4 separate regions of the Mus musculus genome follow, and regions 2, 3 and 4 are each linked to region 1. A link is a contact called in public HiChIP or PLAC-seq, Micro-C and promoter capture Hi-C data. All regions are on one chromosome and are shown on one strand. The core of a region is the stretch at or near the end of the contact, and the rest is flanking DNA. Distances in the headings are between cores, read along the strand shown. Region 1 holds the start of Nckap5l (NCK-associated protein 5-like). Region 2 holds the start of Smarcd1 (SWI/SNF related, matrix associated, actin dependent regulator of chromatin, subfamily d, member 1). Region 3 holds the start of Asic1 (acid-sensing (proton-gated) ion channel 1). Region 4 holds the start of Prpf40b (pre-mRNA processing factor 40B).

Region 1 (3,209 bases), core at 323-2,822:
CAACTCAGTGCACATACACGAATATTCTCTGCCATGTGGTGGAGTGCATCCCTTCTCTGAAGCCCGACTCTTCCAAAGGCTAGAGCTGGAGAATACTGTACAGCCAAAGACACCTTAGGTAGACCACAGGTGCTGGAAACAAAACCAAACAATCTATGTGGGAATACAAGGAACTCTGCTCACACACTAGGGATGGGTTTTAAAAATCTGAGAGCCAGGTTTTCAGGCCAGATTGGGAGGGGGGGGGGTCCTGTAAGATTGAAGAGGGTCTACAACAAAGCAATTGTACAATGCTCACTTCCCCTCAGAGGCCTGAGCACACAATAGTGAGAGACTCCTTCCCCATGGTTCCTCAAACCAGTCCTGATTGCCGGCCTCTGTCTCCAACCACTTCCTCTGGCTGACAATTGTGTTTAAGCAGGAGGGCCCACTGGAGAACGGGAGAGTTGGCGGAGAGGGAAATCAAAGATTGCCTCCAAACCTAAGGAAGCCTTCAAGCCTAAAACCTCCAGCTCCTGAGGAAGGCGGTCTTTAAAAAGCAGCTGTTGGGCAGGCTGGGTGGGTTCATGTGAGCCCTCTGGAAAACCAGGCTTAGGAGATGAAGGCCTTCTGTGCCCTTGGGACAGCGCCAAGGCTAGAGAGACAAGAGGGGCCTTCCGCCCAGGATATAAAAAGAGGGAGTTGGGGTCCCAACTGCCGCTCTCCTGGGCCTGCTAAACCAAGGGAATGTCAGGCACAAATAAATTCTCTGCATTCTTTTCAGCACCCCAGCCCAAACCCAGAAACCTTTTCAGTCGGGGCTGCCCTGTCCCTTACTCCAGCCCAACCCATCTCCTTCGCTCAGCCTCTATTCAGCATGCAGGTTGTCGGGTTCCCTTCTTCCCACAGCCCCTCAGAGCCTCAGCAGGGTGGTTCCCAAGACCCGGTCACTCCGCCTTTCCCCGCCTCCCCCACGCCCTACAGCCCCGGGCCACAGGGACTGGAAGGAGTGCGAAGGGGTGCCCCGGGCTGCAGTCTGCGCCTGCGCTTTGGGGAGAGCCCCCTCCCTCCGCAACCCAGCACCGCTAAACGCTACCGGGACCGTGGGATACGGGGAGGGTGGGATGCGCAGTGGGGGCAAGGTCAGTGCTTTCAAAGAGGGAGGGACACCCGCCACCGGAACATCCCCCCACTCCCGAAAGTTTCCCTTCCGGGGCCACCGAGTGTGCGCGAGGATGGCGCAGGGGGCGGGAGGGGGTGGGGTGGGGGGGTGGACAAAGTCACAACAGGACCCCTCCTGGGAGAGTGCAGCGCGAGGGACCGGCAGGCGTCGAGGTGTGGGCCGGAAGCCTCGCTCGCTGCCCCTTCCAGCCAAAGCTGCCACGAGAGCCTTTCACTCCACACTCCGCGGCCCCCACCCGGGGCGTGCGGCCCCCCACCTCTCAGCCCGTTAAATGCCAAACAGGCCTGAACTTACCGAAATCAGGTGCTGAGCTCGACTGGCTTGGTCCACAGGGTCCATGGCCGCATCTCGGGGGCGGGAGGGCGAGGGGGGTGCAGGAAAAGGGGGGTACCGGAGCCACCTCTTGATGTCAAGGCTTTAAAGGGGCCAATGAGCCCCGCCCCTCGCCCAGACCCCGCCTCCCTCCTCCCGCTCAGCCAATCCACGCTCAGCCTGGGTGCCTGCCCCTCCCAGCTCTATCCAGATGTTCCCAGGACGAGAGCTAAGTCTGCCCGGCCGGCGCGCGCCGCTTCCGCCCGAGTGGGCAGGGCCTCCCCTCCCCTCCCCCCTGCGGAGAAACACTCTTCCTCAGGCCGGAGCTGACCTGCAAAGCCTTCGCGGTGCTCCCGGTGCTCCTGGTGCTGGGGATCGGGATGCCAGGCCCGGCCGAGTGGGACTGGAGCCGGGGCATTTAGAACAGAGAAAACTAAGTAGGTTTGCGCGGGCCCACGGGCATGCGCGTCTGCTTCCGTGGGTCTGGGCGTGCACGTGTATGTGGTTGAGAGCGTGTTTGTAATTTGCTGCATACGTGTTAGGTGCAAATCTACAGGAAGAGGCTTGAGTGTCTCCTTGGCCTGAAATGCACCCGCCTCTCTTTTCCATCTCTAGGTCGGGGACCTCCCAGAAATCTGGAAACTGGAAGCGAGGAACAGGCACATGTGTAGAAAGCAGTGCTGGTTTAAGAAGCAAGGCAGACCCAGGCGTGGTTGCTCATGAGAAATCCTCGCACTTGTGAGGCAGAGGCAGGTAGATCTGTAGTGCAGAAAAAAGAGACTGTGGTTGGTTTTTAGCTACTTTCTGTCAGGGAAGAAGAAAGTACAGTCCAGTCACTTCACTAACCGGGAGGAAACAAGCTAACTCTTGCAGGCCTTTGCAACTTAAGAGCTCAGTACGGTTGTCCTTGGTCTGTTTGTTGTTACTGATTGGTTGAGACAGGATCTCTAACTCTGGCTAGCCAGGAACTCATGATATAGGCCTGGCTGACCTTGAACTTGTCATGATCCTATAGCTTCTGTCTCCATTTTGGTCCTTAAACACTTCCTTGCCCTTCGGTGGATACCTTATAATCCTCAGCTATATGCACTGTATTAACTGGCCTGGATGCGCACACAGGGGAATTCAGAGGTATCTTTGGACACTTTGTATATTTTATTAATATTGCTTCTCTCTTAGGTGTACAAATGAGACTTAAAGCAAAATTAGTCCAGTAAAAGAACGGGTGCCCTACAAGAATGTAGGGTGGTCAGGTTGGCTGGGATGCATTTAAGGGGTCCTCTCTGAAGAAGGCATTTTAGAGTGGGAGTCTAAAGATGGAGAACTTGAGTAGGACCCAGGCAGGAATAAAGACAAGTGATTGGCAAGAAGCTAATTACCAGAGTGGGATAGCAAGCAAATCCTCTTTTGTAGGGGGGGGGGGGCAATGCAAGAGGTTTTATCTGGAAAACAGAATGAGCATTTATATAAGGGAGTCATTTTGGATTAAACAACAACAACAGAAGAAGAAGAAGAAGAAGAAGAACAACAACAACAACAACAACAACAACAACAACAACAACAACCACCACCACCACCACCACCTCCGGTCTCGCTGTGCAATTCAGGCAGACTTCCAACGCTCTGCCCCCCAGTGTCAGGACACAGGTGTCATGTACTGGGTGTCAGGACCGCAGGTGTGCCACCAGGCCTAGAGCATGCATGCACACACCAAGCATGCACTCTGGTGCCGAGC
Region 2 (3,209 bases), core at 287-2,786, 240 kb after region 1:
TAGAGCAGAAGTTGAAAGACGTGCTGTTGTGTGTCCCTACCCTAAGGGGGCCACAAGGTGAGGTAGAGGGCCTCCTCAACCAGACACCCTTCCCAGGCCAGCTCTCCAATCTCATTCCTGGCCTTCTCTGTCCCCACTGTCTCTTGGTCTCTAATCCCAAAACAGGACTTATGGGCAGATCACCTGTGTACGTTGGCCTGGAGCCAGAGAGCAAGGCTTTGGCATCTTTGAGACCTCTTGGTTCTCAAGAGTTGTTTAGAGATCAGAACTCCCCAGAAAGAAACAGGGCAAAGCTGAGAAATGTACACTGGCTGGGGGGGCAGCAGGAGGGGCTCTGGGTGACGCATGCCTCTGGTCTAATAAACTGGGTTTCAACCATCTCTTCAGTGTTGGTTTTCTGTTTGTTGTTTGGTTTGTTTTGAGACAGGGTTTCTCTGTGTAGCCCTGGCTGTCCTGGAACGGCTCTGTAGTCCAGGCTGGCCTCGAACTCTCACAGAGATCCTCCTGCCTCCCAAAATGCTGGGATTAAAAGCCTGAGCTGCCATTATCCTGCCCAGTGCTGTTTTTAGTTGCAAACTGTGGGTGTTACCTTTAGAATGGAGCTTGCCTTGAGAGCCACACAACTAGAGTAAGGGAATTTGAGTGGTAGCCCGGTGTGGTGGTTATACCTGTAATTCCAGCAGGTAGGAGATGGAGCAGCTATCTTCCATTACACAGTGAGTTTAACGCTAGATTGGGCTACACCAGACCCTACATACTTGATCAGGTAAACACTGATCCTGCTGGGAAAAGACAGGCTCAGGATTCGTCTGATCACTGGGCAGGGGACCAGCAGTTATCTATGGCAACAAATATCCAGGACTCTTTGGAGAAAAGTCACGGGAAAAAACGCATCAAAATCTTAAGTTAAACGTCTGAGGTGAAGGGTCCCGAGCCTTCTCTGTGTATCCCTGGCTGTCCTGGAACTCACTCTGTAGACCAGGCTGGCCTCGAACTCAGAAATCCGCCTGCCTCTGCCTCCCAAGTGCTGGGATTAAAGGCGTGCGCCACCACGGCCCGGCATGGGTTTTCTCTTGCTGATTTGTCTTTGCCACGACATTGATCTCCTTCGAGTTCTACTTTTCCCGAACGAACAAACAGCACGTTTTCCTCTTTAGTACCCGGAGTCTGAGCAGTAGGAGAACGAAAAGCAAGGCAACCAGAATGCTTTGGAGAGGTAAATGCACTGGGCCAAGGTGAAGCATCACTCCAGCCGCCAGCCGGATGGGCTGGGCTCTCTGCAAGGCTTTTTACCGTCCTCCAACCGCGTGGAGGCGCTCGCTCCCGGCACCTCTTTATCCGCACACCGCTTCTCTATGGTGCTCCCTCCTGGCCCGTGAAGGCGGGAGGGAGTGGTCAGCACGCCTTTCCCGCTAGTCGCCCCCTCTAGCCCGTAGTCTCGCTGCTCCGAGCCGCCTGTGCCCGCCGGCGGGCCGGGCCCACAAACAGCCCAGGCGCTCGGGGGGCGCGCGGGGGGCGGGGGGAGTTCCGGTTCCGGTTCTTTGTGCAGCTGCAGCGGCGGCTCCGGGAAGATGGCGGCCCGGGCGGGTTTCCAGTCTGTGGCTCCGAGCGGCGGCGCGGGAGCCTCAGGAGGAGCGGGCGTGGCGGCTGCTCTGGGCCCGGGCGGAACTCCCGGGCCTCCCGTGCGAATGGGCCCGGCGCCGGGTCAAGGGCTGTACCGCTCTCCGATGCCCGGGGCGGCCTATCCGGTGAGTGGGACAGGAGGAGGGGCGCGCGGGCCGGGGGCGGGGCCGAGCGAGGGCGGAGGACTGACAGGGGTGAGGGAGAAGTGGGAGGGACTCCCTGGGGAGGGGCTCGGGCCGGGAGTGGAGGTGTGTGGGGGGGGAGGAGGTTAGCATCCTTACCTGCTCCTGGCGGCATTGTTTCCATGTGAGGAGTGAGTGTGGAACCAGGGTGGGCGAAGTGGGCCCTGGGATGGTCATGGAATGCAGAGGGGAGTGGGCAGCCCCCGTGTCCCCAGGAATACCCAGGCTGTTATAGCTGCAAATGGAGGTCAGCTTTAGAGGAGACAGTAGCTAGTAAAAAAAGAAATGTAGGGCTGACTAGACATGTCTGGTGAGTCAGATCCAGCATAGACCAGAAAAATTGAGTATAATCTAGTTTTTAGACTATATGCAATGAAATCACTGAAGGTCCAGTGACTGTATTTCAAAGAAGCAAAGGACTGTCTTGTTGTCCCCCCACCCCACCCCCAGCCCTAACCCACTCCTGAAATCCAGGCTGCCACCATTTTTCCTTTCTTGGTGGGGCTAGCAAGGAAAAGTATGACATTTCTGGGTCCTCTCCCTTCTGTAGAGACCAGGTATGCTGCCAGGTAGCCGAATGACACCTCAGGGACCTTCCATGGGACCTCCTGGCTATGGGGGGAACCCTTCAGTCCGACCTGGTCTGGCCCAGTCAGGGATGGACCAGTCCCGCAAGAGACCTGCACCTCAACAGATCCAGCAGGTCCAGCAGCAGGCGGTCCAAAATCGAAATCACAAGTAAGATGACCCCTGGGGGTGAAGGAAAGAAGGGTATGGGGGAGAGGAGGCCTGTGAGGATGCTGGTGGTGGGCATGCAGAACCAGGAAGTCAGCGCTGTGGCACCAAACGGTGCTGCAGGGACTAACAGGGCCTCATGATGCAGTGGAGTTTTGGTGGTCATGGGAGAGGTAGCGTCTTTAAATGGAGAGTCATTTCGTAGGCCTTGGCTGTAACCATAAACAAAGGTGCTCACAACACTGCTCACGTTCTGACTAGTTCCTATCCCAACCTGATCACAGTATTTATTCTGAACAGTGCAAAGAAAAAGAAGATGGCTGACAAAATCCTACCTCAAAGGGTGAGTGCAGCTGCAGAGGTCTCCTTGAAGGGGTAGTGGCTTTGAGAATAGAAGTGGTCAGAACGAGGGCTGCCCCATCCCATCTCTGTCTTTCTGTTCCTAAGATTCGGGAACTGGTCCCAGAATCACAGGCCTACATGGATCTCCTGGCTTTTGAAAGGAAACTGGACCAGACTATTATGAGGAAGCGGCTAGATATCCAGGAGGCCTTGAAACGTCCCATCAAGGTAACAGGACAGTACCAGGCTGAGGGTCAAGGGAGGGGCCCAGGTCTCTCTCCAGCTCAGGATGGAAAAATCAAAGGCACAGCACAGCTCTCTGTGGCA
Region 3 (3,209 bases), core at 266-2,765, 210 kb after region 1:
AATTTGCAGCCATTAGAAGAGGCTCCACGTGTCGCTCAGCTTGTGGGGTTTGCAAAGATGTTACAGATGTTCCAAGATGGTCCTCCCCTCCCCCGAGGACATTGGAGAGCCTGGAACCAGACTAGACCCAGGGCTAGAATCATCACTTAAACCCCGTTTGCGACCCTCCTAGAGTAATTCCTAGTTTCACAGGCCGCCTCCCCCATTGCCCTTTAAGTGGAGTTTAAGTATCCGAGAGAGTGCTGTCACCTGGTGGCTGCCCAGGGGCATGGCAGCCCACCAGCAGCGCTTGTGCCGTTGGACAGCTCCCCAGCCGGAAGGCGAGATACTATCTTTATTTTGGCAGCTTGGCGCTCTGGGTCCTGCTGAATGGACCTCAATCTCTCACCAGACCTAAACCCCTATCCCTGGAGAGACATCTTCACTGGTTTCTAGGGTACCTCTTACTCCCAACCCCTCACAAATTCTCATCAGCTTCTTCCCTCTATGTCAGGTTCATTCCTCAAACTCAAACCCAGAACCATGTCCCTGAGACCTGCTTCTCACCTTCCTTCTCTCAGAGCTTCACCAGCCTGTAAGTGGAGCAAAGGAGCTGCAATGGATATAATTCTGATCTTGCATCACACACACACACACACACACACACACACACACACACACCACACCATCATCTGACACCATCAGACCTCAACAGCCTCTGTGTTAAGAGCTCCTAATGAGCATCAGCAAATTAACAACTTCCCCTTGATTGCTCCTTCTCTGCTAATTGGATAGGGAGGGCCCCCCCCCCAAGGCCTCGGAGAAAGAAAGAGGGAGGGAAGGAGAGAGGTGACAGCTACAGGAGCAGCCTCCAGGTTTCAGGACTCAGATTTCTGGTCCATCCCAGAACACACTCCTCCTTGCAGCCTTCATTTTGTATCTTTTTCTTTTTCCCTACTTCTGCCCCATCTGCCCTCACTTCTGGCCATGTCTCTTTTCTTCTCTCTGTTCCTCTCTGCTTTATAGATCTGCCAATGAGGCACTTGCACACGGGCTGCTTAAGAAATCCACTGATATACAAATGGGGTCTGGGTGGCCAAGGGTATTTATATATGTGCATGTGTGTGGGTCACATGAAGGTGGGAAGCAGGAATAAGAGCAGGTGAGTGAATGTGTACAAACAGGTAAGTGCTCGTGTGAGGGTCAGGCTTCAGGGATGTGTAGGTGTATGTGATGTGTGGATGGCTGAGTGGCAAGGTAAGACTCCGGTCTGAATGTGCCTGTATCTCCACACAGGCAAATGCTTGAATCAGTCAAGTGTGACTGTGACTCGGAGTGTGTGTGTGTGTGTGTGTGTGTGTGTGTACACGTGTGCATGTGCCATCAGAGGAAGCAGCAGCAGCAAGAAGCAGGAGCTTCGATCCGAAGGAGACAACGTGGGGAGGGGGACGCTGGGGGCAGACACCCTCCTTCCTGCGCGCACACGTGCGCGTGCACACACACACACCCCATAGTCACACACGCACACACACGCGCACACACACACAAGCCACAGGGCCTCGCAAGCAGAGAGCGGAGCCGGCTCCGGGATCCGAACGAGGCAGCTCTGCTGAGAGCGGCGGGAGGAGGCGAGCCAGCGGGGGGAGCCCTCGGTTCCGCTCCCGGGCCGGGGGCCCCCCGCGCACACCGGCCCAGAGACACCCTCGCAGACACTCGTAGGCGCGCACGCGCACCCTTTCCCCTCCTCCTCCCCTCCCGCCGCCTCCCGGCCGGACGATGGATCCCTGCAGATCCCGGGGCTGAGAGCACCGCGCAGCGCCAGCGCGCCGAGCCCCGGGCGGACCAAGCCGAGCGAGCAAGCGCGCGCGGGCGGCGGACCGAGCTGAGCCGAGCTGGCCGAGCGGGCCGCTCCCTGCAGGGCTCTACGCGGGTGCCGCGGCAGCCGGCGGCTCGGGCTCCGGGCCATGAGCCCCTCCGCCGCGCGGCGCTGAGCCCACGGACCGCCTCGCGCCCCAGGACCTGCAGCGGCGGCCGGCTTTCCCCAGCCCCCTCAGGTGGGTTTCCGACCCCGCTGCCTTGGGCCCCGGGCTTCCTGGTGCCCCAAAGCCGAGACTCTCCTCCACTGTAGCTTTCTCCAGCTTCTGGGGAGGCTCGGCGGATGGGGAGGGGGCGGGGGGCCGAGCCGGGAATATGACTGCGACGAGAAGCTGGACTGGAGGGGGTGCGTTCGGGGCGGGGATAACTGGCTGTCATAGGGAACCGCGCCCCCCCCCCCCATTCCTACATCCACCTCAGGCAGCCTACCATCCTCTCCCAAACACACACACACACACACACACACACACACACACACACATACACACACAGCCTGCGCCTATGCCTGTGCTTGTTTGAGAACTGGAGACACAGAAGGTGAGGATACAGGCAGGGCCCCTCCCCAGATGTGCCCACCTCCGGAGAGGTGGCCCTGGTTTAGCTCCTGAGGTGACAGCCTGTTCCTGGGGATACCCTTGATCAAGAGAAGAGCCCCTGACCCCTGGTTCAGCCCATTATGGGGAGTTTGATCTTGGCTGGGGTAGATATTCCTGTCCCAGAGTGACCTCACATCTGGAGGGAACTCCCATGCCTGCCTGTGGGTGCATCAGGGACTTCCCTCCTTCACTCTAGTGGCTGTATCTGGGGTCCCCCATAGTCTGGGAAGCTTGCAGACCATTCTCTCGACCCGAGCTGACCCCCCCCTCCAAGCCTCTATGTTTTAATGACTGTCATCTTGGATGGTCCCTCGTTCAAGCCACCTTTGGAGCCTGCATGTCAGGGAAGTCTTCCCTTGGACAAGCAGTGACCTCCGGTTAAGGATTTTGAATGGACATAATTGGAGGGGCCCTATATGCGCCTTCATCTCAGGACAATGACAGAGTCTTGTCTCCTCTTTCCTCCCTCTAGGATCCCCTTGGCAAGCATGGAACTGAAGACCGAGGAGGAGGAGGTGGGTGGTGTCCAGCCGGTGAGCATCCAGGCTTTTGCCAGCAGCTCCACGCTGCACGGTCTTGCCCACATCTTCTCCTATGAGCGGCTGTCTCTGAAGCGGGCACTGTGGGCCCTGTGTTTCCTGGGTTCGCTGGCCGTCCTGCTGTGTGTGTGCACTGAGCGTGTGCAGTACTACTTCTGCTACCACCACGTCACCAAGCTCGACGAGGTGGCTGCCTCCCAGCTCACCTTCCCTGCCGTCA
Region 4 (3,209 bases), core at 445-2,944, 160 kb before region 1:
TTAAAGGAGAGGCTGGAGAGATGACTCAGTGGGTAAAGACAATTGCCATCAGTCCTGATAACCTGATTAAATCCCCAGGACCCAAATTGTGGAAAGAGAGAAGTGACCCCAGAAAGTTGTCCTCTGGTTCCCACATGGGTGCAGTGAGCACACATGTGTCCCCCTCCGCCCCCCGATAAATAAATAAAATAAAAGCAAGAAAACATAAGGGAAAGAAGAGACTTTAGATTTTTTTTTAAGCTCGGTTTTGGTTTTATTTTGTTTTTGTTGTTTTGTTTTGTTTTGTTTTGTTTTGATACAGGGCTTCTTTGGGCTACACATTTCCCTGTGTATTCCTGGCTGTCCTCGAACTTGCTGTATAGACCAAGTTGGCCTCGAACTCAGAGATTTGCCTGCTTCTGCTTTCCAAATGCTCGATTAAAGGGGTACACCCACTACCACCTGACATACATTAGATTTAAAGTGCATCATGGATTTGTTATTTGAGATCACTTCAAGAAAGACAAATTAGATCTCAGGGGAAAGGGTTTCTTCCCCTCATGTCCGGCTTTTCATGACGTCCTGGGACATCATTTTAAAGATCAGGTCTCTCACTAGTCAGAAAACACAATGTAGGCTAGTTCGGCTAGCCGCTGAGCCCCAGGGATCTGTCTGCCTCTACAACTCAGTGCTGGCTTGAAGAATGAATATAAGAACTTTTAATACAACTATTGATAAAGCCAAATTGTCTATAGACATAAAGAGGTGTTTTCCTGAGTCAGGTTCAGAAACCTACAGAAGGAAACAGGCAACGTCTTGGTCTTTACCCCGGCTTTGGAGGGGTAAAGAGGTGCAATGCCTCCAACCAGGGCCAGCTGTACTAGCCCAAGAACTTGAGCATGCATGCCCATTAAGTAGCTTCGAGTTCCCTTATCTACATAACTGAACGTTTATCTCTCACTGTAGATGTTACAGAGGCAGATTCTGAAAGTAACCCAGCGCTAAGCGAGAGGCACGTACGCACTCATTTAGGGGATTTGTCGGCTTTGCCCGACACATACGGCTGCTGGCACAGGAGTTTAATTAATAGTTCTTGAATTAAGAAATTAAAACTAAAGCCGGGCGTGGTAGCGCACGCCTTTAATCCCAGCACTCGGGAGGCAGAGGCAGGCGGATTTCTGAGTTCGAGGCCAGCCTGGTGAGTTCCAGGACAGCCAGGGCTACACAGAGAAACCATGTCTCGAAAAAAACCAACAACAACAAAAAATTAAAACTAAAGAAAATACGCAGGGAAAAGAGCCGCTCTGTGAACCGCTGTAGTGCCCTCTGCGCGGGAGAAATTAATGGCTCGGTCCGGTCTGGGTGGTGGCCGCGGAGTCGCGGGCAAGAAGGGGGCTGTGAGCCGGGAGAGCCACGCCGCCCTGCGCAGCCAGCGCGCGGTCAGTCCCAGGCCCGCCCAGGCGCGCTCCGCCCCCGGGGGTGGGCCCAGGCGCGCCCCGCCCCAGGGGGCGGTCCCAGGATTCTGCGCACGTGGGGGCGGGGCCTGGCGCTCCGGGCCGGGGGCGGAGCCGGGCCGGGCACACCGGGCCGGTTGGGGGCTCCGCTCCTCGGCGAGAGCAACCGGAGCCCCGGCCACGAAGGGGTGCGACCCCCCCACTGGCCCCGCCCTCCCGGCCGAAGCCCGGCCAATCAGAGCTGTTTTTACTGGCGAGTGGGCCGAGCCGGCCCAGCTGCTCTGAGGCTCTGGCATGGTAACGTCCCCGCGCGGGGGTGGAGAGGCCCGGGGCTGTCTCACAGCGCCCCCTGCGGCCCGGGCTCGAGCCGGGGAGGCGGGAGGGCCGCCGGGGCACCCGGGACCCTGAGGGAGGGCGAGGGGACCGAGGGGTGAGGAAAAGAAGCCCTGTAGGTAGGTGGGGGCGGGGAGTGAGGGTAGAAGGGGCGGGGAGGCCATTATGGTGCATGGCGGGGGGCGGGGGGGCGGGTGCGACCGGGGGCTGAGGGGACGGAGAGCCTAGGCGCTGTGTGAGGAGGAGGAAGGGATGAAGTGAACGGTGGGTCTGTGGAGAAAGGTCGGGGGCGAAGGGAGGGCAGGCGATGGAAACCAGTTGCCAATCCTAGGCTATTTGGCGTGGCCCGTGCCCCTCCCCCAGACCCAGGCTTGTGCCTTTTGGAAGCCCCAGGTGCCCCTTTGGACCTTAGGGGACACCCTTCCTTACCCATCCGTTCTCAAAACCTGTCTCCCGAGGTTAGGAGGGACTTCTGAGGAAAGAGATGCTCCTGGTTTCCACCTCAGAACCGGAGTAGTCCAAGAAACGGAGGAGCAGAGGCCCCTGGGTCCCAACCCTGGCTCTGCCTTCAGACAGACTGTGGTAACTCTGTGTGACCTTGGGCAAGTCACTACCTTTCTCTGGGCCTTGAATTTCCCATTGACTTTTAAAAAGGAAAATGGGCAGTATGATAAACGGACTCTCCATCCGTTGCAGAAGGGGGCGGGATTTGAGGAGGGAATTCAGGCGAAGGGGTTCTAGGATGCGTCAAGCAGGAGGATGTTGGAGTGGAGACCTTCAGCTTGACTGGGGAAAATTTCTCGGGATTTACGGATAAGAGATTTAAAGCTTGCAAGGCTGGGTCCTGGCAGGCCTGGGCCTTGGGAATCCCGTTGGAGAAATGGGAGAACTCTATAAATAGAGGAAGTTGAACCCTGGAAGTTCAAAAACGATGAGAACCAGAAGTAACAACATTCTGTTTCTTCGGGAGAGTGAAGAGGTGATGGAGGATCAGAAGCAAAATGTTGTATTCTAGAAAGATCTCTAGGCTCTTTGTGGGGAGCAGAAGAAATGCTAGGGCTTACACACCAGAGTAGAGGCTAGGAAGTAGGTGGGGGAGGGGCTGGACCTATTTGGGCTCTGCAGGTCAGTGGAGACAACAGGGTGCTAGAGCTCAGCTGTTCTTTGCAGCGCTCTGCATTGAACCTAGGGCCTTGTTAATGCCGGCAAGAACTGTAGTGCTGAACTACTCTGCCAACCCCGTTTCTTTTTGATGATGGCTGCCTCTCTTTGAGAAATATGCCTCTTAGCCTTCATTTTCTTACAGTTCCTTTGGTGAATAAGTCAGTCCAGGCCTACCTAGGATCACCTGGTTGTCTCAGAATCTCAGGATTGGGATTAAAAAAAATGAGGCTAAGAAATGTCATCTGTGCCATCCTTCTTTCTGGGAGGCAGCTTTATGGG

What was found. A called contact is a pair of places that touch in the nucleus more often than the background predicts. HiChIP or PLAC-seq counts read pairs in DNA pulled down with a chosen protein or histone mark. Capture Hi-C pulls out chosen DNA fragments and counts their contacts.
Region 2: a promoter capture Hi-C map of liver shows a contact between it and region 1. The contact joins the promoter of Smarcd1 here to the promoter of Nckap5l in region 1. A contact is called at or near these places in 2 of 39 promoter capture datasets (3T3-L1-derived adipocytes and frontonasal cranial neural crest), 2 of 484 Hi-C or Micro-C datasets (both in embryonic stem cells), 7 of 115 datasets of contacts at active chromatin or transcription factors (embryonic stem cells, forebrain, neural tube and 2 more) and 3 of 9 other capture datasets (adipose tissue, liver and pancreatic islet).
Region 3: an H3K4me3 HiChIP or PLAC-seq map of forebrain shows a contact between it and region 1, with 2.9 times the contacts expected there. The contact joins the promoter of Asic1 here to the promoter of Nckap5l in region 1. A contact is called at or near these places in 8 of 39 promoter capture datasets (3T3-L1-derived adipocytes, the SN4741 cell line, frontonasal cranial neural crest and 4 more), 7 of 115 datasets of contacts at active chromatin or transcription factors (embryonic stem cells, forebrain, microglia and 2 more) and 1 of 9 other capture datasets (pancreatic islet).
Region 4: a Micro-C map of embryonic stem cells shows a contact between it and region 1, with 4 times the contacts expected there. The contact joins the promoter of Prpf40b here to the promoter of Nckap5l in region 1. A contact is called at or near these places in 2 of 39 promoter capture datasets (liver and macrophages), 8 of 484 Hi-C or Micro-C datasets (bone marrow-derived dendritic cells, bone marrow-derived macrophages, embryonic stem cells and 2 more), 3 of 115 datasets of contacts at active chromatin or transcription factors (the 230-238 cell line, large pre-B cells and stem cell-derived neural progenitor cells) and 4 of 9 other capture datasets (adipose tissue, liver, macrophages and 1 more).

The regions. Positions count from the first base shown.
Region 1 is chr15:99,456,176-99,459,384 of GRCm38.p6, forward strand. Nckap5l (NCK-associated protein 5-like) reads right to left here and starts at 1,573. Exons shown (of 13, transcript NM_001001884.1): 1 at 1,457-1,573.
Region 2 is chr15:99,700,751-99,703,959 of GRCm38.p6, forward strand. Smarcd1 (SWI/SNF related, matrix associated, actin dependent regulator of chromatin, subfamily d, member 1) reads left to right here and starts at 1,537. Exons shown (of 13, transcript NM_031842.2): 1 at 1,537-1,748; 2 at 2,356-2,543; 3 at 2,841-2,883; 4 at 2,988-3,110. The coding sequence starts at 1,572. Asic1 (acid-sensing (proton-gated) ion channel 1) reads left to right here. Exons shown (of 12, transcript NM_009597.2): 12 at 1-380. It overlaps Gm34939 (predicted gene, 34939), which reads right to left and starts at 3,054. Exons shown (of 3, transcript NR_168656.1): 1 at 2,876-3,054; 2 at 2,492-2,752; 3 at 657-2,040.
Region 3 is chr15:99,668,862-99,672,070 of GRCm38.p6, forward strand. Asic1 (acid-sensing (proton-gated) ion channel 1) reads left to right here and starts at 1,516. Exons shown (of 12, transcript NM_009597.2): 1 at 1,516-2,033; 2 at 2,923-3,209. The coding sequence starts at 2,939. Gm34880 (a long non-coding RNA gene) reads right to left here and starts at 995. Exons shown (of 4, transcript XR_875662.3): 1 at 547-995.
Region 4 is chr15:99,293,544-99,296,752 of GRCm38.p6, forward strand. Prpf40b (pre-mRNA processing factor 40B) reads left to right here and starts at 1,695. Exons shown (of 26, transcript NM_001370635.1): 1 at 1,695-1,885. It also overlaps a transcript of Fam186b not described here.